Linked DNA regions of Sus scrofa: regions 2, 3 and 4 are each linked to region 1. Evidence: chromatin contacts called from public HiChIP or PLAC-seq data. All regions are on one chromosome and are shown on one strand. The core of a region is the stretch at or near the end of the contact, and the rest is flanking DNA. Distances in the headings are between cores, read along the strand shown. Region 1 holds the start of NFATC3 (nuclear factor of activated T-cells, cytoplasmic 3). Region 2 holds the start of RANBP10 (ran-binding protein 10). Region 3 holds the start of PRMT7 (protein arginine N-methyltransferase 7). Region 4 holds the start of SLC7A6 (Y+L amino acid transporter 2).

The links. HiChIP or PLAC-seq counts read pairs in DNA pulled down with a chosen protein or histone mark.
Region 2: a contact with region 1 is called in an H3K27ac HiChIP or PLAC-seq map of alveolar macrophages. The contact joins the promoter of RANBP10 here to the promoter of NFATC3 in region 1. A contact is called at or near these places in 1 of 5 promoter capture datasets (fetal liver) and 1 of 2 datasets of contacts at active chromatin or transcription factors (alveolar macrophages).
Region 3: a contact with region 1 is called in an H3K27ac HiChIP or PLAC-seq map of alveolar macrophages. The contact joins the promoter of PRMT7 here to the promoter of NFATC3 in region 1. A contact is called at or near these places in 1 of 47 Hi-C or Micro-C datasets (embryonic fibroblasts) and 1 of 2 datasets of contacts at active chromatin or transcription factors (alveolar macrophages).
Region 4: an H3K27ac HiChIP or PLAC-seq map of alveolar macrophages shows a contact between it and region 1. The contact joins the promoter of SLC7A6 here to the promoter of NFATC3 in region 1. A contact is called at or near these places in 1 of 47 Hi-C or Micro-C datasets (fetal heart ventricle) and 2 of 2 datasets of contacts at active chromatin or transcription factors (alveolar macrophages and skeletal muscle).

Annotation. Positions count from the first base shown.
Region 1 is chr6:28,663,620-28,669,339 of Sscrofa11.1, forward strand. NFATC3 (nuclear factor of activated T-cells, cytoplasmic 3) reads left to right here and starts at 2,839. Exons shown (of 10, transcript XM_021094122.1): 1 at 2,839-3,327. The coding sequence starts at 3,225.
Region 2 is chr6:28,426,023-28,431,742 of Sscrofa11.1, forward strand. RANBP10 (ran-binding protein 10) reads right to left here and starts at 2,361. Exons shown (of 14, transcript XM_003355780.5): 1 at 2,091-2,361; 2 at 1,210-1,321. The coding sequence starts at 2,325. It overlaps TSNAXIP1 (translin-associated factor X-interacting protein 1), which reads left to right and starts at 2,509. Exons shown (of 16, transcript XM_021094108.1): 1 at 2,509-2,983. The coding sequence starts at 2,937.
Region 3 is chr6:28,879,906-28,885,625 of Sscrofa11.1, forward strand. PRMT7 (protein arginine N-methyltransferase 7) reads left to right here and starts at 3,243. Exons shown (of 19, transcript XM_021094144.1): 1 at 3,243-3,797. SLC7A6OS (probable RNA polymerase II nuclear localization protein SLC7A6OS) reads right to left here and starts at 3,667. Exons shown (of 5, transcript XM_021094162.1): 1 at 3,426-3,667; 2 at 3,033-3,317. The coding sequence starts at 3,620.
Region 4 is chr6:28,831,982-28,837,701 of Sscrofa11.1, forward strand. SLC7A6 (Y+L amino acid transporter 2) reads left to right here and starts at 2,816. Exons shown (of 10, transcript XM_021094156.1): 1 at 2,816-4,037. It overlaps PLA2G15 (group XV phospholipase A2), which reads left to right. Exons shown (of 5, transcript XM_021094161.1): 5 at 1-784.

The sequences.
Region 1 (5,720 bases), core at 1,589-4,088:
GAGAAAGAGCTTTTCTAAACTCTGACTTTCCTCCAAGGCTTCTATTCCCCCTAATGTGGAACTAGGGGGGCTGGACTGAGCTTAACTAGACCATCCCATGGCTCAGAGGCCACAGGAGAGCCTTCAGTCATGGGGGCTCAGAGCCAAGCTTGTGAAGCTTATGAAAGAGATGGTTTTCCCTCAACTTAGGCCTGGCTGGCATTCACACAGGAGGGAGAGGGGCTGGACAGAAATGCACGCAGCCTGTGTCCACCTGCCTGGCCCAGTCTGGGCGACTCTCTATTAAAATGGGTCTCTGGGCCTCCTGGCTTCGCAGGGTTCTCAGAGGGCTGGAGGTGGGTCATATGGTCTCCTGCCATCTCAGAAAGCTTTGGAGCTGGCCTGAGGAAGAGCTTCTGAGGGAGGTCTTGGCCTTAGCTAAGGAAAGGGAATGGGGAGTGTGTGTATGATGTGTGTATATTGATTCGTCACAGCTTGCAGAGTTCTCAGCCATTGCTGCCTTTCTCACAAAGGTGGTGACATTCTTGCTGCAGTTGGTGCCCACCCCTGCCCCAGCCCTTATCACTCCAGGTTAGGGTTCTCAGTTTCCTCCAGAGCAGAAACCTTCCCCAAGTCATGGCCCCTTTTATGTGTTCTCCAGGTGCACGGTGGCTTGGAACACAGAGGCATTGCTGACCATTTAATGAATGGGTGGGTTTTTCAAGCCATCTGTAGTTTCTGTAGCCCCTTCCCAGTGCTGGGGTGGACCTTTCTATGGTCAGTCTTCCTCTTGCCTTTCCCCTCAGTTGGCTGAGCCCCTGGTTCAGGTAAAGTCATATCTGGAAGCAGAAGGCACATTTTCTCTCTCCAGATGACAACCTGGGAGGTATTATGGGGAGGTTGGGGGAACACATCCTGAAACTGCATTGTTTTATGAGGAGGAGGATGTGAACTGGTGAAGCTTCTGGGGCCTTTTACTATATTAAGGGTCATGTTACATATAGACCAGCCATCTCCCTGGGCAGAAGTTTGCAGTTAGTGTGGCGTTGGGGCTCTAAATTCCACACTTAGGTCTTCAAAGTTGAGATCCTGTGAAGGCAGGACAGCTTATTGGAAGGATATTTCACCTACTTAATGCCATTCGCTCTCTCTCCTTGACTACTGTTACCTTCTGCTTCTATCCTCTCCACTCAATTCAGTGATTCGTTCAGAATTCTGAACATGGAAGTCTGCTGCTCTAAACCCTTTCATGGCTCCCCACTGCCCTCAGGAATAAGTCCAGATACCTTGGAGTGGCATGCAGCACTCTGGCCATTCATCTGGTCTTACCTTTGCTTTCTGTTCACTGCATATACTTTCTGGTCTCTGAGTCTTTGGATATCTGTTCTCTGCAGGGAACCATTGTACTCCTTGTCCATCTCTCCAAATACCTCCTAGACTCTTGGGAAGCCTGCAGCCAGGGGGATTATGTACCTTCTCTGAGCTCTTGGCACAGCCCTAATCTCTGCACAGTGATTATAGCTTTGCTGGCCTCCCCTCCCTGATGCCTGAAGGGAGATTAATTTATCTGTGTCCCCAGGACCAGCACAGGTATGAGTACAGAGAACAGGGCAGGAAAAGTTTTATGACCTCAGGGATGAGCCAATCCACGATAAACGTCTCAAGTGCTCTCTCTGCATGATCCCAGTCCTCCTGACCTTAGGCCTAGTTGGGCTCTCCTCAGGGTCCCCTGGTAGCTCAGGTTGCCAGTCCACATATTGAGACATCTCTGCACTCTTCTCCAGGGCCTTTGGGATATGTTTGGGCTCTTGCACCTACACGCAAGCTTCTGAGCCACAGCACCCTGGTTACTCTGGCAGTGCACTTTTAAGGATGCTATGCCCCTCCGGGCCTGGAGCTAGGGGAGTTGGTCTCTGCCACCTCTCCCTGCTCTCGGTCCACCTTGTGCCTAAGTAAACAAGCCAGGCTCTGCGTCCCTGGGCATGGCCTCCACCCCAAGCCCCAGGAGGAGACGTCTTGGATCGTCTCAAGGGAAGACACGCCCGCTGGGGAGAGGCCGAGAGTGAAAACTGTTCTTCAGACAGTGTAATTTCCTCCCCACTAACGCGGTTCGACCAGCACGATCTCTCTGACTTCCGTGGATGTGCGACAAGATGCAGAAGACACGGAGCGCCTTGGGTGGTGCGAGTTCACCACAGGCTTTCCCATTCAGTCTGCCTGACTTCCAGCACGGGACAGACCTTGCTCATGGGGCTTTGCCGAGGCCTCGAACGCGCCGACTGTCCTGGAGGGAGCAGCTGCCAGGTTGGGTGGTGGGGACAGACAAAGACTCATCCAGCGGAGCAATGGCCCCGCCCCCCAGGGGTGGGTCTGTAGCGATGGATAGCTCAGACTTGAGACTCGCGCAACCCAGGTCTCCTCTGGCTCCGCCCCACCTTAGGTGGAAGCTCGATCCAGTCCCTGCCTTCTTCAGATTCCGCCATTGAGCTTGGGGTGAGGGTATGTGACATCCACGTACCCTCCCGGGCGCTGATACCTTCCCCAAACCCAGTCAGCAAGAATAACCCTACAGTTGCTCGTCAATGGAACCATAATCCCAAGGCTCTTGTGCTCCTTCCACGACATGGGGTCTGCCCAATAAGGAAAGGGATCTTCTCCGATTGGCTGGTGGTGGGCCCCTCAATCCAATTACGTTTTGGACCCCATACCGCGGTGCCGGGTCCTATTTCAGAAATAGTTGAAAGAATACAGGCCAAACTACAAGTCCCAAGAGGTAGCAGGGCTAGCTAGCGCTCCTTAGTCACGTGACTTCCTTCTGCGGGACTGAGTCACGCGGTAGGGCAGTGAGAGGGCGGGGCCGTCGGGCTAGCCCGCGAGGCCGGTGGCCTATGGGCTGCCAGGTCAGATGGGCGCTCGGTAGGGGGCGGGGCCGGGCGCGCGGCAAGGCGCGGGAGCGCGCCGGTGGTGGTGGCGGCGGCGGCTGTGGGGGGGGCGGGGAATATCGTCTAAGGCGACCGTGCCAGCTTGGGCACCGACGACTGGCGGTGACGGGGGTTCCTAGGGTGTTTCGGCCCGCGGCCAGTATTAGAGTTCGGAACGAAACGCTCGGCGTCGCGGTCCCCGCCCGGAAAGTTTGCTGTGGAGCTGCGACCTCCTGGCCGGCGCGGCCCGGCATGAAGCGGCGCTGAGGAGCCGCCGCCGCTGCCGCCGCCTGAGGAGGAGCCGCAGCACCCTGGGCCACGCCGATGACTACTGCAAATTGTGGCGCCCCCGACGAGCTCGACTTTAAACTCGTCTTTGGCGAGGACGGGGCGTCGGCGCCGCCACCCCCGGGCTCGCGGCCTGCAGGTGGGTGCCGGGCGGGGCGAGACCGCAGAGCGTCTACTCTTCTCGCTCTCATGAGCTCGTCCCCTCCCTATTCCTTTGGTTGTCCCAGGTCTGGTTGTCGTGTGTGTGTGTGTGTGTTGCTGAGGAGGCGTGTAGGTCGCAGCGACGTGGAAGTGGCCGCAGCTTGGCTGGAAGCAAACTGGAGGGGAACTCGACTCCGGGACGCTGTGGCCCCTGGACGCCCGGGGTTTGGAGTCTGAGGGTCCGGGCTGCTGCCCAAGTGGCGTCTGGTTGTCGCTGCTTTGCCAGCGTGGTGCGGAGGAAATGTCCCTATGAAGTGTAAGCAGGCTTGGTTTTTCGTCTATTCTAGGTTTTAAAAACAATCTTTATTTGAACGATGCGCATTCTGGAAGTGTAGGAGTTCTCTAAAATTCCAGCACATGTCTGTTTAAATCTACTTTGGTAGGAGAGTAATGCCTTAGTGTTAACGTCGACTTGTGCAAGTTTAATATGGCCCACATTTAATTCGAGCTGTAACTATAACGGGACTTTTCTGAAAACGATTTCTTTTCTTGAGCAAAGTGTTTCAGAAAATTTTAAGAAGTGGAGTACCTTGTTCGTAAATCTCCTAGAAAGTTCTGGAAGTACATTTTTATTTTGAGAAAAAGCTCACCTCACAAGATGTTTTAAAGGAGATCATGAATTGTGAAGAGTGGACACCATAATGCTTGGAGGTCAGACCAATCAGGAAATAGAAACAGGATGGCTGGGGACTTGGAGCTCTCCTGTGACCTGGTTTGGAATACTGTGGTTCATTAAGTTCAGTTTTCCTATTGCATTTGCAGGCGAATTTCAGAAGGAAGGTGGATATGTCTAATCTCCATTTATTCTTTCCGGGTATTAAGCGAATTACTTCATGTTGATATTGATGCTCAACAGACTGTTCTGTAGGGTTGCACTAAAAAACACATCTGAATGTATGGCATAAGGAAGTATTTGTATTATCAGTCCTGTTAGTATTTATATGTTAAATGTCTTTTTCAACGTAATAGTTTATGGTAGTAGTTATTTCTCGGTTGCGTTTATTTCAGTTCCACTGACATCATCTGAGCAGCAATTATGTTGAAGGTATGTTAGGTACTTTGTAGTGTTATGATGGATGCACATAACCCAAATAACTGTTACTAGACTGACTTGAACGGTGATGCATGTTACAATAGTGGTAGAAATGGGAAAAGTGGCATTTGTGGGAAAAGTAGCATTCAGGACTCTTGTTTGAATGAGTATTTTCATCATGGAGAAGATAGTTAATGATGTAAGCAAACTTTTGGAACACAAACTTGATTAGAGCACATTATATATATACCACATACATGATCAATAAAGATGTTGACCAAACAGGAGAATATTAAATGAGTATCATCATGTAAGTAGGAGCTGTATATACATCTGAAACAGTACGTAAATGACATTTAAAAGCTATGGAAACAGCTTTTTAAGAAATTTTTGCCATAGTCCCTGATCCCAAACCATTTTGATATCAAAATAGATCTAGGGATTAAGGTTGAACTCCCGGAATTTGCAAACTTAAGCTTGAGCAGTTTTATTTGTGACAAAAAGTTCACTATACAATAGTCTAGTAGCTATTTTTTGATAGATTTTAAAAAATTAGAGTGAAATACACGTGACATAAACCATTTCAAATTGAATGATTCAGTGGCATTTAGTACATTCACGATGCTGTGTAGCCACCACTTCTGTCTAGTTCCAAAACATTTTCATCACCAGAAGGACACCCCAAACCCATTAAGCAGTTGCTCCTCATTCTCCTTTGTCCCCTCCCAGTCTCTGGCAGCGTATTCCCTGGTCTGGGTTCTGTCTCTGAATTTACCCATTCTGGATATTTCATCTAAATGGAATCATACATATGTGACCTTTTATGTCTGGTTTCTTTCACTTAGCGTAGTGTTTTTGTGGTTCATCCATGTTGTAAAACGTAGCAGTACTTCATTCCTTTCTATAAGTGAATCATACCCTATTGTATATATATTCCAGTTTGTTTTTTCATCCATTGATGGACAAGAGCTATTTCTACCTTTTGACTATTGTAGATAGTGCTGCTATGACTACCTAACAGCTAATTTTAAAATTCTATTGAAAAGGTTGTTATGTATTCAGAACTAAGATTTCCAAGTTATTTGGAAACACAAAATTAGTTTTCTTTTTTCTTTTCTTTTTCCTTTTTTGTGGCTGAGCTAGCAGATGTGGAAGTTTTCCGGCCAAAGATCGAACCCATGCCACAGCAGCAACCCAAGCTACTGCAATGACAATGCTGTATCCTTAACCGTCTGAGCTACCTAGGAGTTCCTAGGTTTCATTTTAATAAGCGTAATTATGAATGTGTAGAACTAAGT
Region 2 (5,720 bases), core at 1,111-3,610, 240 kb before region 1:
GCACTTTCATCAGATGGTGGAAATGGAAAAATACAAGCTTTAAAGCCCTTTAATTATACAAGCTTCCTGCAATAAACAGGAATAAAAGTAAAAGACACAATAGCTTGCCATCCTTACAATTTCAGAATCATAGAATTCTGGAACTGAAGGCAGTTTAGCGCTAGCCTAGCCCCCCACAGTACAGACAAAGAGATCTAAGCCCCATGACCTACCCACAACCACACAACTCTCCCAGGCAGGGATGTTAAGGCTTCACTGAGAAAGCAGGCAAAGCTCCAACTGCAGCAGTCCTGCCCCCAGCATCGCCCCCTGGCTGGGCATTTTGCATGCACCACAAGGGGGACAGTCCCAAGGAGAAAGAAAGTATTCTGAACACTCAGGAACACACATTTGGGGTTGGCATGAAGGTCACTGGTGGGGTTAGCAAACTCCCCACACCAGACCTAAGATCTGATGAGGAAAGCTTTCCCAAGGCAGGTGAAATCATGTTATTTCACAACTTAAACACCTGTTTTACAACAATTACCAGGAAAAAAACAGAGAGACTAGGAAAAAAGGAAGAAAAATGACAAATCTCCCCTGTGATGTCCTGTGTCTGCTTAGATCACCCTAAAATAGGGAGCTTCCCTAATGCTGACTTTAATATGGACCTTCCTAAAGCTGGTCCAACTGGTGTTCAAGTCCCGAGACTGAAAAACAAGTTTATGAGTAGCAAGGTCACCTGATTTTGACCATGTGCATGCTGTTTACCCTAAGATGACAGGCCAGTGGCTGCCGCAGCTTTGATGAATGCTGCAAAGACTTTACTACTCCTTTGAAGTCTAAAGGGGCCTCTACATGACTAATAACCATAAAAAGGAACCTTGAATGCAGCAAGAGTGTGAAAGGAGGGAAGTCACAAACACCCCACAATAATGGGGAAACTCCATTCTGGACACTGAATTGTTAATGTAAACTTGGTTCCCTCACCTATGAGGTACCTCATTTCGTCATCACTAAAGAGAAGCCCCTCCTCTACACCAGGTTCCTAACTGCCATCAAAGGCTGCTGCTTAGACCAGGCCATGCCTACAGCCAGGTAACAGAGGCAGCCACTATTAATCCCCTCTGCAGCCCAGACCCATACAGCTCAGCAGCTCACACAAGTCACAAGGGTCAATCAGGAGACCTCAAACTTTGACCAAAAGGAACAGCTCAGTATTGGGCTTACCCATCTCTTCCTTTGCTGACAATCTTCACCTCAAAGTAATAAATGCCACAGGCAGCAGGTATGGGGTGGGTGGCGCGCACTGAGGCTGCATCTTTGTGATTTTTGCCATGACCTAGTAAGAGAGGACAAAGAAATTTCAGCAAAAGGAAATGCAAATGGAAGACTCATTCTTCTCTGCTCCACAGCAACTTCACCCCTCATAGCCAGAGGAAGCCCTTTCCTGGTCCAAGGTGTAATTAGACAACAACTGAGCAAACACACAAACCTCCCACCTCATCCTCAGAACAGTAGCACTGTCTGAGACACTGTCTCCATACAAACCACAGGAGGCATATGCAAGGTGGGTGACAAGTGAGAGATTCCCTCGTGCTGCTGCCAGACTCTCCAGAATACAAGCAGCCAAGCAGCCCACTTAGGAGACTAAGGGAGGAAGAGGCAGCCCTGGAAGATGGCCCCACAACTTTAGCACAGAACCGTAGGCAGTGTCTGAGATGTCCAGCAGGTAAGCAAGCTCATGCACCTCTGGCTAATAGAGAGGATGAGACCACTAATGTCTACAGAGACGTTTAAAGCTAAGCAGTGGTGAAGGGCCCAGGGAGAGTTCCAACTACCACAGGACAGGCAAGAAGGCCTTGGGTGCAATGTCCAACCCAGCACTGGGTTTGGACACCTGTTGAGGTTCTCCTGACATCCGAAGTCTCACGGCAGAGTAGGCTAAGCAGCCAATCCTCGGTCTGGTCAGCCCACCACCCAAACACCCAACAGGAGCTAAGGCCTAATCCGGAGCTTGGGGAAAGGAAGTGATGAAGCAGGGGCTGGACAGCACAGCCACCCTGCTGACGCTCTGGCCTTTTACCCCCCGCGGCCAAACAGGCCGATACCTTTGTAGTGGACGCGGAGGTTGCCCTGGGAGAGGCCGATATAGTTGTACTTGTCCTTGGGGCTCCAGGAGCGCGGCAGCGGCGTCTCATGCTGGTTGACCGCGGGATACAGGCGCTGCAGGCGCCGGCTCAGTTCCTGCTCCCCCGGAGACGGCAGCCCGCCCCCAGCGCCCCCGCCGGAGGAGTCTCCAACCTGCGGGCTCCCAGCTCCCGGATCCGCCGTCGCCGCCGCCATCTTGGAGGGAGCTGCTATTGTGTCACTGGGGGCGGGGAAGAACAGGACTAGATCCGCCCCGCTCAGCCAATGGCCGGAGAGCAAACCCGGGCCGCAGGGAAATCGAGTCCGAGTTAGGTACCTCTCTTTGCATACTGCCACGCCCTGCCATATTTCGGACTTCATTTCCCAGAATGCAGAGCTCTCCATAGGGAGGCTAGCTCGGGCTGGTAAAGAACTTTGGGAGATGTAGTACAAACCGACTCAGTCATAAGCCTGCTTAGCCAAGCTATTAGGACACCAAAAACTACAGTTCCCGCTGGCAACGCGATTCTGGCCTCTCACTTCGCCTCCCTCACCCATGGCCTCTGTTTATCCTCCTGCCTCAATTCTGGTCGCTAGAGTCATATCTGCTGTAGTGACAGACTCTGAGAAGACCCTATTCCCAAGTCTGACCCCATCTTGGCTACTTGGCCTTCCTCCTAGCCCGCGGGCTCTGGGCTGGGGGCAAGACACAACCTTGACCCCGCCCCCGCCGCTGGGCTGCTGGGAACTGGTCGCCATGGCGACGAGCTGTACACTAGCACGGCTTTCCAGTTCGCGAGTGCTGGCTGCACGGCTGCCCTAGGGTCATGGCCTCCTCCAAACCGCAGTGCCCCAGCTTGGCGACCACGTCGAGGTAAGCGCTGGCAGGGCTGAGGGCGGAGAAGAGGGCTTTACTACTTCCAGAAAAAGAAATAAATGGTACCTGATTCGGACCTCTCTCCGTTGGTCTGGGGCTCCAACCGCACAGGATAGGTGATGAAGAAACAGAATCTCAGATGACTCCTCAGCTCAGGGAGGCCGTTACATTCTTGTAAAAGGGCAGGCATACTTTATCATTAGTAACAGCCATCTTGTTTGTATTGAGCGTGCCAAGTTTTTTTGTTTGTTTGTTTGTTTGTGTTTTTTTATCTTTTTAGGGCCGCACCAGCGGCGTATGGAAATAACCAAGCTAGGGGTCGAATGGGAGCTGCAGCTGCCGGCCTATATCACAGCCACAGCAACACTAGATCCGAGCCACGTCTGGGACCTGCACCTCAGGTCAGGACAACACAAGATCCTTAACCCACTGAACAAGGCCAGGGATGGAACCCGCATCCTCACGTATCTTCTGTCCGGTTCTTAATGCGCTGAGCCACAGCCGGAATTGTGCCATGCTCTTTACATAGCACAATTAACCCTCACAACAACTCTATGAATTAGTAATATCACCATTTTACAAATAGAGAAATAGAAGTCTAGAGAGATCATGAGTTTTACACCTGTTTATAAATGACTGAGCTAGGATTCAAACCCAGCCAGGCATGTGTGATTCCTGAAACTGAGCGCTTAGCCACAAGGTTAACAGCCTCTGCACCCACTGGTTTATGACAAAGAAGCATCACTAAGCAGCCTAGAAACATCCCGAGGCCTCCTGCTAGCTCCTGCCTGTATTCAGGGTGCAGCCTCTGGACACTGAAAATAAGATAACAAGCTCCGTTAGCCAGGAAAGTCACAAAGCATATATTTAAAACAAAAAATTTTGGAGTTCCCATCGTGGCTCAGTGGAAAGAAATCCAACTAGGAACCACGAGGTGGCAGGATCAATCCCTGGCCTTGCTCAGTGGTTAAGGATCCAGCTTTTTGGTGAGCTGTGGTATCGGTCATAGATGTGGCTCGGATCTGGTGTTGCTGTGGCTGTTGTGTAGGCCAGCAGCTATAGCTCCAATTAGACCCCTAGCCTGGGAACCTCCATATGCCGCAAGTGCAGCCCTAAAAAGCAAAAAACAGGGCAAATACCTTTCTAGCTCTAGAGAAGGCCCTTAAGTTCTGGGCCTCTGTTTCCATATCTCAAATATGGGAATGATACAGCCCACCTTACATTTTCAGGAAAATTTAGGCAGCGTGTATGAAGCTCTCATGACAGATCTTGCACATATTAAGCCTTCGGTGTTTAATGAGTGTATTTTCTCACTTCTACTCATTCCTAATGAAAAAACCTGATCGCACCTAAACTCTAATCCCCCAGGGTATGTGCTACCTTGGCAGAGAAAACTTACAAAAGTTAGGAAATTAAATGCCAATTTGATTATTCTATCCAGAGCTAAAATGAATCTACAAAAACCAGACAGTAGGCATGTGAAAAGGTGTTTTTACCCAACACAGGAAAGATTTAGGAAATGCAGTCATATTTGAAAGGGATATGAAATAGACTCAGAAAGGGAATCCCCATGTATTTTTAAAAGGAAGCATAATGTAATTGCTGAGGCTGAATTTGGTAGCCATACAAAACATCATTCCTACCCATATTCTTTTCTTTTTTTGGCCATGCCTGTGGCATTTGGAAGTTCCTGGGCCAGGGATCAAACTCATGCCTTAGCAGCAACCAAAGACACTGCAGTGACAATGCCAGATCCTTAACCCACTACACCACAAGAGAACGCCCATTCCTGCCCATATTCTTAATTGACCAGTATTTAGTGGTGTATAACAGGCCAGGCTCACTGCTTCCCTTAGAGGCATAGCATGGGTGTCCTCCTCCAGCTCTCCCTTAGAGCAGATCCCGGATGAGAGGTAGGCCAGACGTTAGCACTACACATATGCCAGTAGAACCCTCTAAAAGGAATCTTTGAGTTCCTGTCCTGGCTCAGTGGAAATTAATCTGAATAGCATCCGTGAGGACGCAGGTTCCATCCCTGGCCTCACTCAGTGGGTTAAGGATCTGGCATTGCCATGAATTGTGCTGTAGATCGCAGACATGGCTCAGATCTGGCATTGCTGTGGCTGGGGTATAGGCCAGAGGTTACAGCTCCGATTTGACCACTAGACTGGGACTCCATATGTTGCAGGTGCTGCCTTAAAAAGAATAAATAAATAAATAAATATTAGAAATACAGATATCTGTTTCCCGTTCCCCTCTGAAAATTGGTATAAAGTATTAAATATAATATTAAAGAAGCATCCTAAGGCTTTTTTAATTTTTTGTTTTGTCTTTTTGCCTCTTCTAGGGCTGCTCCTGTGGCATATGGAGGTTCCCAGGCTAGAGGTTGAATCGGAGCTGTAGCCTCCAGCCTACGCCAGAGCCACAGCAACACAGGATCCGAGCTGCATCTGCGACCTACACCACAGCTCACAGCAATGCCAGATCCTTAACCCACTGAGCAAGGTCAAGCATCAAACCTGCAACCTCATAGTTCCTAGTTGGATTCATTAACTACTGAGCCACAATGGGAACTCCTTCCTAAGGATTTTTGGGTAAGTGTATAGATTCCACCAGGTGTTTTTAAAATTATTATTTGCAAATCTGTTTTTGAACTCCCAAAACTAACGCATTTGGGAGTTCCCATAGTGGCTCATTGGTTAACAAACCCAACTAGTATCCATGAGGATGGGGT
Region 3 (5,720 bases), core at 1,993-4,492, 220 kb after region 1:
TTTCAAATTTCCTATAATGAATGTATATCATTTTCATAAAAGAAAAATTATTTAGTCTATGTGTATGTTTACCTTTATTTTCAATTACACATAGCATTTCCTATTGTTAGACATAGATAGGTAATTTCCCATCTTGCCAATCTTCATGGTTATCAATTTAATGGTAGAACTAGTTGTGTATGTCAATTTTTCGGACATAATTTCTAGCCTCCATACAAAACACTGTGACGAGTGTGTCATTTCTTGCATTTGAAAAATGAAGATGAAAGTATCGACCTCATACAGTTTTTGTGAGGATAAAATGAGTTAAAAAAAAAGTACAGTACTTGACACATAATTAAATAGTAAATCAGCAGTAGCTTTTGCTACTGCCACAGCTATTTGCTTCTGCTGAATTATTTCCCTAGAATACATCTTGGGTGAGATTACAAGATAAAATGAACTTAACTTTTCCACTTTCTTAGATTTCTTCTCAAATTTTTTTTAATTGTTCTATCCTTTTAAAAAAATTTATTTGAGTATGGTTGGTTTAGAATGTTGTATGATCAAATAGTACTTTAAAACTTAGACCATATCACTTTAAGAAGAAACCCACTGTAACGGGCATATAAATGCTGTCACTAATTTTTAAATTTCTTTAGATTTTTGGATGGCTTTAGAGTCCAAATGATATAAAAATAAATAGTTCTGCCAATGGGGAGGGGGTGGTTGTGGAATGGAATTTGGGGTTGCTAGATGGAAACTATTACATTTGATAGATAAACAATGAGGTCCTACTGTATAGCACAGGTAACTATATCCAATCTCTTGGGAGAGACCATTATGGAAGATAGTATAAAAAAGAGAGTGTGTATATATGTATGACTTGGTCACTTTGCTGTACAGAAGAAATCGGCACAACATTATAAATTAAGTGTATTGTAATAAAAAAATACAGTTAGAAAATAGTTTTAAAATAGGCCCTGATCTGTTTTTAGGGTTCCTGAAATTACGAAGCCCTGCTGTTTTCCCAAAGGCTTGCATCAATTTTAAGCACTACAATCATGTACAGTTTTAATACAGCCTTGCCAGCAGTACTATCAACATCTCTTTTCCTGATAATCTAGTAGGCATAAAACCTCAAGTTTGCTTTCACCTTAAATTTATGTTTTTTATGGTTAATCTGTGCAAGTATTTTTTTTTTTTTTTTGGCTTCACCTGCAGCATGTGGAAGTTCTTGGGCTATGGATCAAATCTACACCACAGCAGTGACAACACTAGGTCCTTAACCCGCTGAGCAACCAGGAAACTCCCATGTGCAAACATTTTTAATGTGTTTATAGTTTGTATTGCACTATTGGGAAAATCTCTGTTCATATCTTTCCTAGCTCATCTACTAGTTTTCCCTCTATGATTTAATGAGCTATTTAATTGATTTGATTCCACTGAATACTGGTTCACTTTTTTTCTTTTTTTTAGCTTTTTAGGGCCACCCCTGCAGCACATGCAAGTTACTAGGTCAGGGGTCAAATCAGAGCTATAGCTGCCAACCTACACTACAGCCACAGCAACGTGGGATCTGAGCCACGTCTGCGAACTACAGCTCACAGCAATGCTGGATCCCCCACCCACTAAACAAGGCCAGGGATGCACCGGCATCCTCATGGATATTAGCTGGATTTGTTTCCACTGTGCCACAACGGGAACATCCTGGTTCACTTTTAAGAATGTGTAACTAAGGAGTTCCCTGGTGGCCTTCAGCACTGCCACTGCTGTGGCTTGGGTTTGATCCCTGGCCCAAGAACTTCTACATGCCATGAGCCAGGCCAAAAAAATAAAGTGTCTTCTTTATTATTAGTATTTTTAAAATATTTTGGCTGCACCTGTGGTACATGAAAGTTCTTGGGCCAAGGATCAGGCCTGAGCCACTGCAGTAACCAGAGCCACAGCAGTGACAATGCTGGATCCTTAACCTACTGAGCCACAAGGGAACTCCTGTCAATCTGTATTTAAGAAAAAACAAAAACAAAACTTCATAACTCATGAAGCAGTATGAATTCGTGTGGAACTAGTTTTGGCAAGAGAGGTGGCTATGGTCACCATGCCCAAATTGTTATCCAAGTATAGTAGCAACATGATAAAATATTTTTTGCTTGATACATTTTGAATAAAAATCTCATTTTTTAAACTACGAGAACTACTAAAAGGAGATCTGAAAAATGTTTATCAAGAGGAAGCATACCTGAGGTTGAGAATTTTCTATTTCTTTGGTTTTACTGCATGTAGCTGACTTTGTTTTTTGGAAGTGAGGGACAAAACTAACTTAGTAAATGTAATTAGTAGAAAGTAATACTGAATTAAATGTAAGAGGTCTTGCACTCTAATTCTAAATTACCTCAAACCTGGTAGCCTACCCAGGGCTGGTCCTTTAACCTCCCTTAAATATAGAGTTTTCCCATCTGCTCTATTTTTACCTTGGTCAAAAGCCTCCAGTGATTCCCCATCTCAGGACGAAAGGCAGTGTATCCTTGCAAGTATCTACTTGAAAGGGTCTAGCAAGTATCCTCTCCCCAAATTTCTTACTATCTTTCCCCATCTCACTGGGCTCCAGGCACAATGACTCTGAAAACACCAGATAAATTTGGCTTCAGGGTCTTTGCAGTTATAGCTCCCCAGTCTGGAATCCTCCCCAGATATATACAGTGCCCTGCCATTCACCTCCAAGTCTTCACTCAAATGGCATTTTCTCAATGAGATGGGATCATAGTTTTCCTTTTTCTCTCCCTGTCCTTATAGCCCATATCGCTACCTGAAATTGAATTTATTTCCTTGATCTTTCTCTCCTCTAAGTTAGGTCCTCACTGCTGTATCCACAGAACTTAAGAACAAGGAGTGGCACATAGTGGCCTGTGAATAAATACTTGTTGAATGAAAAACCTAACCTATAAACTGAGCTTATCAATATGGTTGGAGCATCCATCTCTAAAGTGAAGTCATGTGTACCCTCTTTAACTGTGTAGAAGCCCAGTGCGCGACTGCGGACGTGTACTCACTTTGCGGGAGATTGTGGCGTTCGCGGCTTCTGGGTCTTCTTCCTCACGGACCAGGTCCAACAGCTGGAAGCCTGCGTCCTCAGCCGTGGCCTCTGGGCTTCCCGGCGCGTCTTCGGATTCCAAGCCACCCGAGGGAATCCCCGAAGATCGGTGGCTAGAGACTACTCTGTAGCGGCCCTCCTGCCGCATCTCCTGAGCAGACGCGCGGAGATGACTGCGGATGCGCTGCTGGCTGCTCTGGGATGGGCGCAGGGCCGCCCGCAGGAGAGGCTGGACTGGCTCCTCCTGGTGGGAGAGGGTGGAAGCAAGGGTTCAAGAGAGTGTCAGAGATAAGGACGCACCACAGCTGAGCCCTAAGATCCCTTTCACACCGGCTCCCTCCCAGCCCAATACCTGGGAGCGCAAAGTGGCCACCAACTGGAAGACATTATTTTCTGCTGCACTCTCCAGACCATCCGGAGGCGTCTTTTGGACTCCCGACTCAACTGCGCTGGAGCGGAGGCGTTTACAAGCGAGGACAAGTGCCTCAGCTGGTTCTGCGCTGCGCTTCCGCTTCACTCGGAGCACCGCTGTCCTGCCGGCCTCCATACTGGCTGTCGTGGAGCACTGTGGGAACGCGAGAGGTGCGACGGAAGAGCTTTCTGCTTCCGCTTCCGGGCTCCGTGCCCCGCACGCTCCGCGAGCCAAGGGAGGTCCCGCCCTTGCACGCCTGCCGCGGCAATATGGCGGGGGCGGCAGACGTGAGTGGAGAGATTCTTGCGGCGGGTGAGGCGCTGGGCGGGTTGGGAAGGTCGGTCGCGGTTGGAGGCTTGGGTGCAGCCAGCTTCCAGTCCTCAGCTCAAGGCCTCGGAGCCTGGGGTACGCATGTCTTCGAGACTCTCGAGGACCTTTCTAGAGTCCGCCTGAGGCGGCTCGGAGCTCCCGGGCCGGCGAGAGTGCGGGGTTCCGGGAGGTCTCCGTCTCTGCCATCCAGTCGGGTGATTGCTTCTAGCTGGGTCTGTGACTGAGCACCTCCACGGGGACCTCGGTCATAGTACCTGGCGTCTCTCCTCAGCGACAGAGACTTGCACCACGGTCATATGGACCTCCAGCTGTCGCACGGCTGTCTGGTTCGCTAGGCTTTCCCAGTCACAGTGTTTTCAGTAGTCGGAAACCTATTTACCACATACCGGCCTGAGTGGTCTGTAAAACCATACACTCACCGTAGGTATTTTTTTTTTTTTTTTTTGCTTGAAATCCTTGAGTTGCTCCCAGTGCATCTAGAACAAAATGCAAACCACTTTTCCAAAGCCAACAGGCCACAGTGATTTGCAGAAGCCCACCCCTAATCTGTCATTTCTTCTACTCAAAGTGCTTCAGTCCGGCAGGCTTTTGTCACTATGCACCTGGTTTTTTATATCCTAGGGCCTTTTCTTGGGAAAAGTTGGGGTAAGGATTCCTGAAATATGAGCACTACACTTTCACAGCTTTTAATTTGGCTTGTCTTGTAGGCCTCAACTTGTATGCTGCCTTTCTCAGAGAATCTTCCCATAACTTTCTCTCTTTCATAGCACTCTGTGTATTTCCTTCCTTTGCCTTGTGAAGTCTTTGTTTATATATACTCTCTTCCCATTAGAGTATATAAATTCTTGGGGGACAAGGACCTTCGCTATCTTGTTTGTGATAGCCCTCCAGTCCTAACGTAGGGCCCGGCATACAGAAGGTGCCTGGTAAATTTTAAATGAATGAACCAGACATCTGCTGTGAAATCTACCAAGTAAAACAGGGCTTGACAGGTGATTGCCATTCTCTCCTTGTAAATAACAATTTGAGTTCCTAGTTCTTAGAGAATGAGGAGGTTAGGGTATCCTGAACCTGGAGTGTGGGCTCCTTCTAGGAGAGGACAAGTCATAGTAATAGATGAGGGGATTTATCCATAGAAGATGTGTAGTGTTCACACAGAGTGGTTACAGGACATGATTTCTGTTCTCAAACATTTACTTAGATTTATATGAAATCAAAATTTATAGTTATGGGAAGACACTGTGTCCTAGTTGTGTTGTGTCCCCTACAACATCATAGAGGGAACGGAATTCCTTAAAGTTGTTTACTCTACTCTTCACCTGTAAGTGAGTTCTTGGTTGATTCCACATGGGCCATAGGATAAGTGTCTCAGGAACTCTATAACATGAACCACAGGAACATGTGTGATTGCTTGTTCAGTTTCACATTCTCCCTCCTCTCACCCACCTAAATAAATCCTAGCCATCTTTTAAACTTTCCCTGAACATTCAGCCAGATGTAGTATTTCTTTCTCCTGTAGTATTTGTTGGACACAGTTTTCTAAAGCACATTACATGTTCTGGTAATTCTAGATACCCTGTCTTTTAATAATAAATATTAGCGTATGAGATATAAAGACTTGATTCTAGCAGTGGTTTTCAAACTGTAGGTTGCAGTCCATTGGAGAGTTATTAAATTAATTTGGTGGATCATGACCAGCATAAGGAAAGTTAAACAGAGTCAACTGTATCAGAGGGTCTTACCCATAGGAAGGCCAAATACTGTTTGTGGAACTTTAAGTTATATGTGTGTGTGTGTATTTCTTACTGGAGTTGTCAGAAAGCCACTAGATTGGATAATAGATACGCCTAAGTAGAGTTAGAAGTAGGATTTACTGAAGGACAAATTGACTATTTTGAACCAGGC
Region 4 (5,720 bases), core at 1,566-4,065, 170 kb after region 1:
TGTTCTCCATGGTTCCCAGGGCCGGGGGCATTCACTCCTACCTCCCTTACCTCTAAGAACAGCTTCACTCAGGACTGGGCAGCAGATGGCCCCCTGGTTCTAGGGGCTGTGTTCCAGGAGCCCTAATCTCCTTGGTTGGGCTGTTGCCCACGTTATTGATGCTGGCTCCCTTTGCCCTGGGACTGTGGCTGAAAGATGAGAGCAGGGCCTGCTGCCATGGCCCTTTAGGTACTCATGAAGAAGGAGAATTCAAGGAAGCAGCCAAGGCCAATCAGAGCTGCCCTGAGCTGCCTTCTTGCCAACCCACCACCACATTGCCACCCTGCCCTAAGGTCTCTAGCCCCGATGTGGGCTGGCACAGGCCTGAGAGGAGGTAGGAATCTTGCCCACCCTGCCTAGCACCTGTCCCCACCCCTGGCAGCTTAGTGGCATTTAGTCAGCAGGGACTAGCCCAGAAACTTGAGTGGGCCCCTGAGGGAGCCAGGTGCCTGGGGGTCCCCTGAGGGTTTTCTTCTGACTCTAGAGGTGCTGTGTGGGTCTCCCTGTGATAGCAGGATGGAGAATCTGGATCTGCCTTGGTGGCAGTGGTTTCCAGATGGATGACAGCCACAGTCAGGCTGGACTGTGCTGTTCTCCTCCAAGGTTTCTGTGGAGTGGGACTTTCTCTGTTGCATTCCTACCCAGCATCTGTCTTTCCCTTTGTTCCTGAGTGGTAGACCCCTCATGGGGCTTTGAGCAGGCTGTACCTCGGTTCTGGCAATAAAAGTATTCTGAATGTTGTAAAGTGCCCTGGCCTAGCCTCTGCTCTGAGTGTGAGAGGAGGGAGACAGTGGAAGAGTGGAGGGGCTGGAGAGCCAGTAATCAGGGGCTAGACCCTGACCGTTCCTGGGGCCTTGGTGGGTTCTCAGCACCAAAGTGTGGCTCCTATGCACCTCCTTGGGCTTCATCCTCCTGCCCCCTCTCCTGGCATCTAGTTCCCCTCCTGGGACTGAGAACCAGGATCCGAAACATTCCTGTTGGACTGAAGCTTCATCCTCCCCCTGCTCCTGTCTGGTCAATAGGCTTCAAATGCCTCCGGAGCTGGAGACCAGGGACAATCCCTGCAGGTCGCCCTGCTGGATTTCCATTCCCAGCCTTCTGGCCTCCTTCAACTTGCAGGTCTCAGCATCCTTTGATCTTAGAGGTTTTTTTAGGATGCCCCCCTTCTACTTTGCTTCATTTCCTTTGCTGCCCACTATCTGTCTGTCTTTGAGGACGGTGAGACTGAGGGAGGAAGAGAGACCAAAATGGTCAAGGACAAGGACTGAGAGACTGGGGACCAAATGGAGCAGGATAGGGGCAGGGAAATATGCATAGAAATGGCGTCTAGGCCTGAGTTCTGTGGTGCAGACCCCATCCTGCCTCCTTCACAGGAGCCTGGGCAGTCTGGGCTTCAGGCGTCAATACACCCTGCACCACTAGAGGGCGCTCTGAACCCTCGCGCTGCCCCAGTTTTTGGCCAAACCTGGAAGAATGGATGGCCCAGAAAGGATTAGGACGCCTAGGAATACATAGGTCCAGCTGCATTGGTGGCCTTCAAAAAAGGATAACCATATGAAACCCAGGTCCTGGAGTTACCATTGTGGCGCAGCGGAAACAAATCCAACTAGGAACCATGAGGTTGCGGGTTCAATCCCAGGCCTTGCTCAGTGGGTTAAGGATCCGGTGTCTCCGTGAGCTGTGGTGTAGGTCGCAGACATGGCTCAGGTCCCTCATTGCTGTAGCTGTGGCGTAGGCCAGTGTCTACAGCTCCGATTCGACCCTCAGCCTGGGAACCACACGGCCCTAGAAAGACAAAAAACAAACCCAGGTCCTGCCTAGGGTGACTCAGCTCTGCCCTGACATCTACCCACTCATACTACTGTCCTTGCAGACACCCTCTCACCCCTGACCCATTTCAATCCACTTCCACCCTCTGTCTTGTAGCTGCAGAGAAAGAGCATGGAGGTAGAAGAGGCTTCAGGGCCAGCAAATCGGAATTCAAGGCTGAGCTCTCCCAGCTCTAGCCAAGTGGCCTGGGGAGTCTCCTAACCTCCCTAAGCCTCAGTTTGCTCATATGAAGAATGGGGATGAATAAATGTACCCTGCAGGGTAATCTGAGGAACACTGATGGTGTTGGAGAAGATCTGATTCAGTGCTTGGTTCATGGTGGCTTTCAGCTGGCAGGCTGCTGTAATGGTATAAGACAGTGAAGCCAGAGGTTTTGGGAACTTTTAGGTCATATATGCTGCTGTTACAAGGACAAGTGAACTGGCTGCTGTTGAGAGACATGAGTGTCCAGAGCCCTTCCTCTTCCAGACCAGGGGGCAAAAGGGCAGAATCTAAGGACTCCAAGTATATAAACGCAGACATACCTCAGAGATATTGGAGTTCAGCTCCAGATCACCACAAAATAAATATCTCAGTAAAACAAGTCACATGAATTTTTTTGTTTCCTGGTGCATCTAAAAGTTGTTTACACCATAGCCTATTAAGTGTGCAATAGCATTATGTCTTAAAAAAAGTTCATTCCTTAATTTAGAAATACCTCATTGTGGAGTTCCCATTGTGGTGCAGTGGGTTAAGGATCCAGTGTTGCCACAGCTGTGGCGTGAATCACATTTGTGGCTTGGATTCATTCCTTGGCCCAGGAACTTCCATATACCTCGGTATGGCAGAAAAAGAAAAAAAAAAACTTTATTGCCAAAAAAATGCTAACTATCATCTGACAATGCAGCCTTGCCACAAAACTTCTACCTGCAAAAAATTCAGTATCTGTGAATTGCAATAAAGAGAAGAGCAATAAGATATAAGGTATGCCTGCACTCTCATTCACAATTTCATTCTAAGCAGAGAGCACAGGAGAGCAACACCAATGAGGACTCTTCAATGGTCACCATCTCGGGTCTAGAGGGAGAGGATGGAAGGGTTTTTCAGCAGAGGAAATAGTCATTCTGCTCTGAATTGTAGAAGTACCTCCTACCCTGTGGGGATGGGTTAGAGAGAGCAGAGCAGGGATTGGGAGGCTACTACAGCTGGAGAGAAGAAAACAGTGAGATGCAGGGCCTGGGGGTGCCTGAGGAGGAAGGGTCCAGGGTGATGCCCATCCCTTGCCAGGTCACTAGGGTGGGGAGCAGGATTTTGTGTGTGGTCAGACTGGAACCAGAGGATGTGGTGCAGTTGTGAAGAGCTGTCTGGGGGAAATGACTTCATGGCCCAGGAGAGTCATGGGCTGAGGTGTGGACAGGAAGCTAAGAATAGGGTGCAGCCAGCCATGAGTTCAGGAGGCCCTAGAAAGAGCCCTAGAGCTACCAGAGGAAATGTAGCCCCAGAAGGAGTTGGAGGAGCAACCAGAGGGAGAGGAAGAGGACAGGAGGGGTCAGGCAGGGAGAGGACTCAAAAATGTCCTCAAGCCTGAGCTCCAGGCAGGCGCGGGGTTGGTTATAGAAGGCCAGCGGTGTCCATGTGTCTGTGGGGACCATGGTGGGGGCTGTGACCTGGAGGACGAATCCTCCGTCGGTCTGTGTCTCCCTAGTGTCTCTAGGTGGAGGGCTGGCTGTGAACCGGGTATGGAGACCTTTAGAGCTCCTTGTGTGAGCTGTATGAGGCCCCCCCGGGTGTTCTAGGCCAAGGGCCACAGAGGAACCGGTGTGGGGCATTTAAAGGTCCCGGCGGGGCGCGTTCGGGTATTGAGTCCCTTGGAGACCCTGAGAGATTGCGGGGTCGGGGAACCGCCGTCCAGTTGGCTAGGGCGGCTGGGCCCAGGTCGAGGCCTGCCGGGGGTGTTGGGCCGCTCAAGCGGGCGCCTGGGCGCAGCTCACCTCCCCATCCCCCGCTTCCCCCGGGCCCGGAAGCGCCGCCGCCCGCGGGCCCCTTGCGGAGCCGGTCTCCCTGTCCCGACGCGGCGCGCGCTGTCGCGATCCGGCTGCGGGTGACGTGGCGGGGGCGGGGCTTGAGTGGTCGCTGCGGAGGCGGGGGCAGCGCGACAGAGCATCCTGGAGGCTCCCGGCCGCCACGAGGTAACGGGCCACGAGCCGGGCCGAGGAGGGGAAGCGGGGCCGAGGCCGCGTCCTCTGAGGCCGGAATTCTCCCCGCCGCTGCCGCCACTGCGGCGTACGGGATGCGGTTCTGGGAACCCGGCGCGGGGCCGGCCGCGGGCACGTGAGAGACGCTGCGCTTGAGAGCGAGCCCGAGGGGGACGCCGTGCGTGTGAGCGGGACCTTGAGCGTGAGGGGCCCTCCAGCCGTGGAGGACTGAGCGTGCGAGGAGGACGCCGTGTGTGCGCGCGCGCGTGTACGTGTGTGTGTGTCTGTGTGTGTGAGAGAGAGGGAGGCTCGGGGGTGACTGCGTGTGCGAGACGCAGAGTGTGCGGGTGCCGACGTTAGTGTGAGGGAGACTCCGTGTGTGTGTGTGTGTGTGTGGCTGAGAGGGGCCCTGAGTGTGAGGGCGACTCCATTTGTGAGAGACTGGGAGGGAGATTGAGAGAGACCGTGAGTGAGAGAGACCGCGGTCAGAGTGGCCCCGAGTGCGACACTGTGACCGTGAGGGACCGCGTGAGACCCTCCAGTGTGAATCTGAAGCTGGGGAAGAACCTGTGCCGCGTGGGAGAGACTCTGAAAATGAGAAGGGCCCCGGGGGGCGAGACCGAGGATGTGGGGCGCCAAGTAGAGCTTTTGGGGGCCGCGGGGAATCCATCCCGCGTTGGGCTGGGAGTCCGGCCTGTTGGAGGGAGGATGATGGCTCCTGCTCTTACTGCTCTTCTCAGTGGCTTCACATTGGGTCATCTCATGTCATAAATGGAAGGAGATATTTGTGAAACAATCTGAGTATTCTTCACGGAGCACTGAGCAAACAGTTTGGGCACCACTTGTGTTGCGGCCAGTTTTAAGCAGGAATCCATATTTAATTTAACGTTTATTTTTGGCGTACCTCTTGTGTGCACGGGACTGTGTGCTTGAGAAAAAGAATTCAGTCTTTATCCTTGATGGGGGAAAAAAAGCACTGCCAGCCAATCTTTCGCGGTTAGCAGAATGCTCCGCCATCCGCTGCTTATCTCTGAGGGCTGCTCCCTGATTTCGAAGCTCTGGAAGGAGCAGACTTTTGAAAGCCCGTGTGTGCTTCCTGAGATCATTTTCAGCTCTCTCTGCTTGCTGGGAGGCCCCTTGAGGAAATGGCCCAGGCGCTCACATTGCTGAGGTCCTCCCGCTGTGTGCTAATGGCTTTTGCATCCAATTTTGGTCTCAGATTGTCTTTTAAAGTTCTTATATTTGATTTTCCTTTCCTGAAAAATATGTGGAAAACCACAGGCTCCATATTCTGTCTTCCTCCTTCTCTGTGGACATATTTTTATCATAGATCAAAAGTAAATACCAGTTATGTGACTGACCTCCTGGCACTTCTTGGTACAGGAAATTTCCTGACCTTTGTCCTCTTTGCTTCCTGCTGTAGTCTCCAGGATGTGTGCATACTCTACAAAAGAGACACAAGTGGTGCTCATGGGACCTGGGACAGAGGGAGTAGCAGCTGTCTAGACATGCATGATTTGAAATGGCCAGGGTAGTTCTCTGACACGTGTTGAGTTACACCCCACCGTGGCTGTGATGGAACTTCTCAGTAATTGAGTGCTACCCCTGCTGGCATGTAAAAATTAGATTTTACAAAAGGAAATATCATCCTGCTGATTACTCAGTTCATTTTTTGAT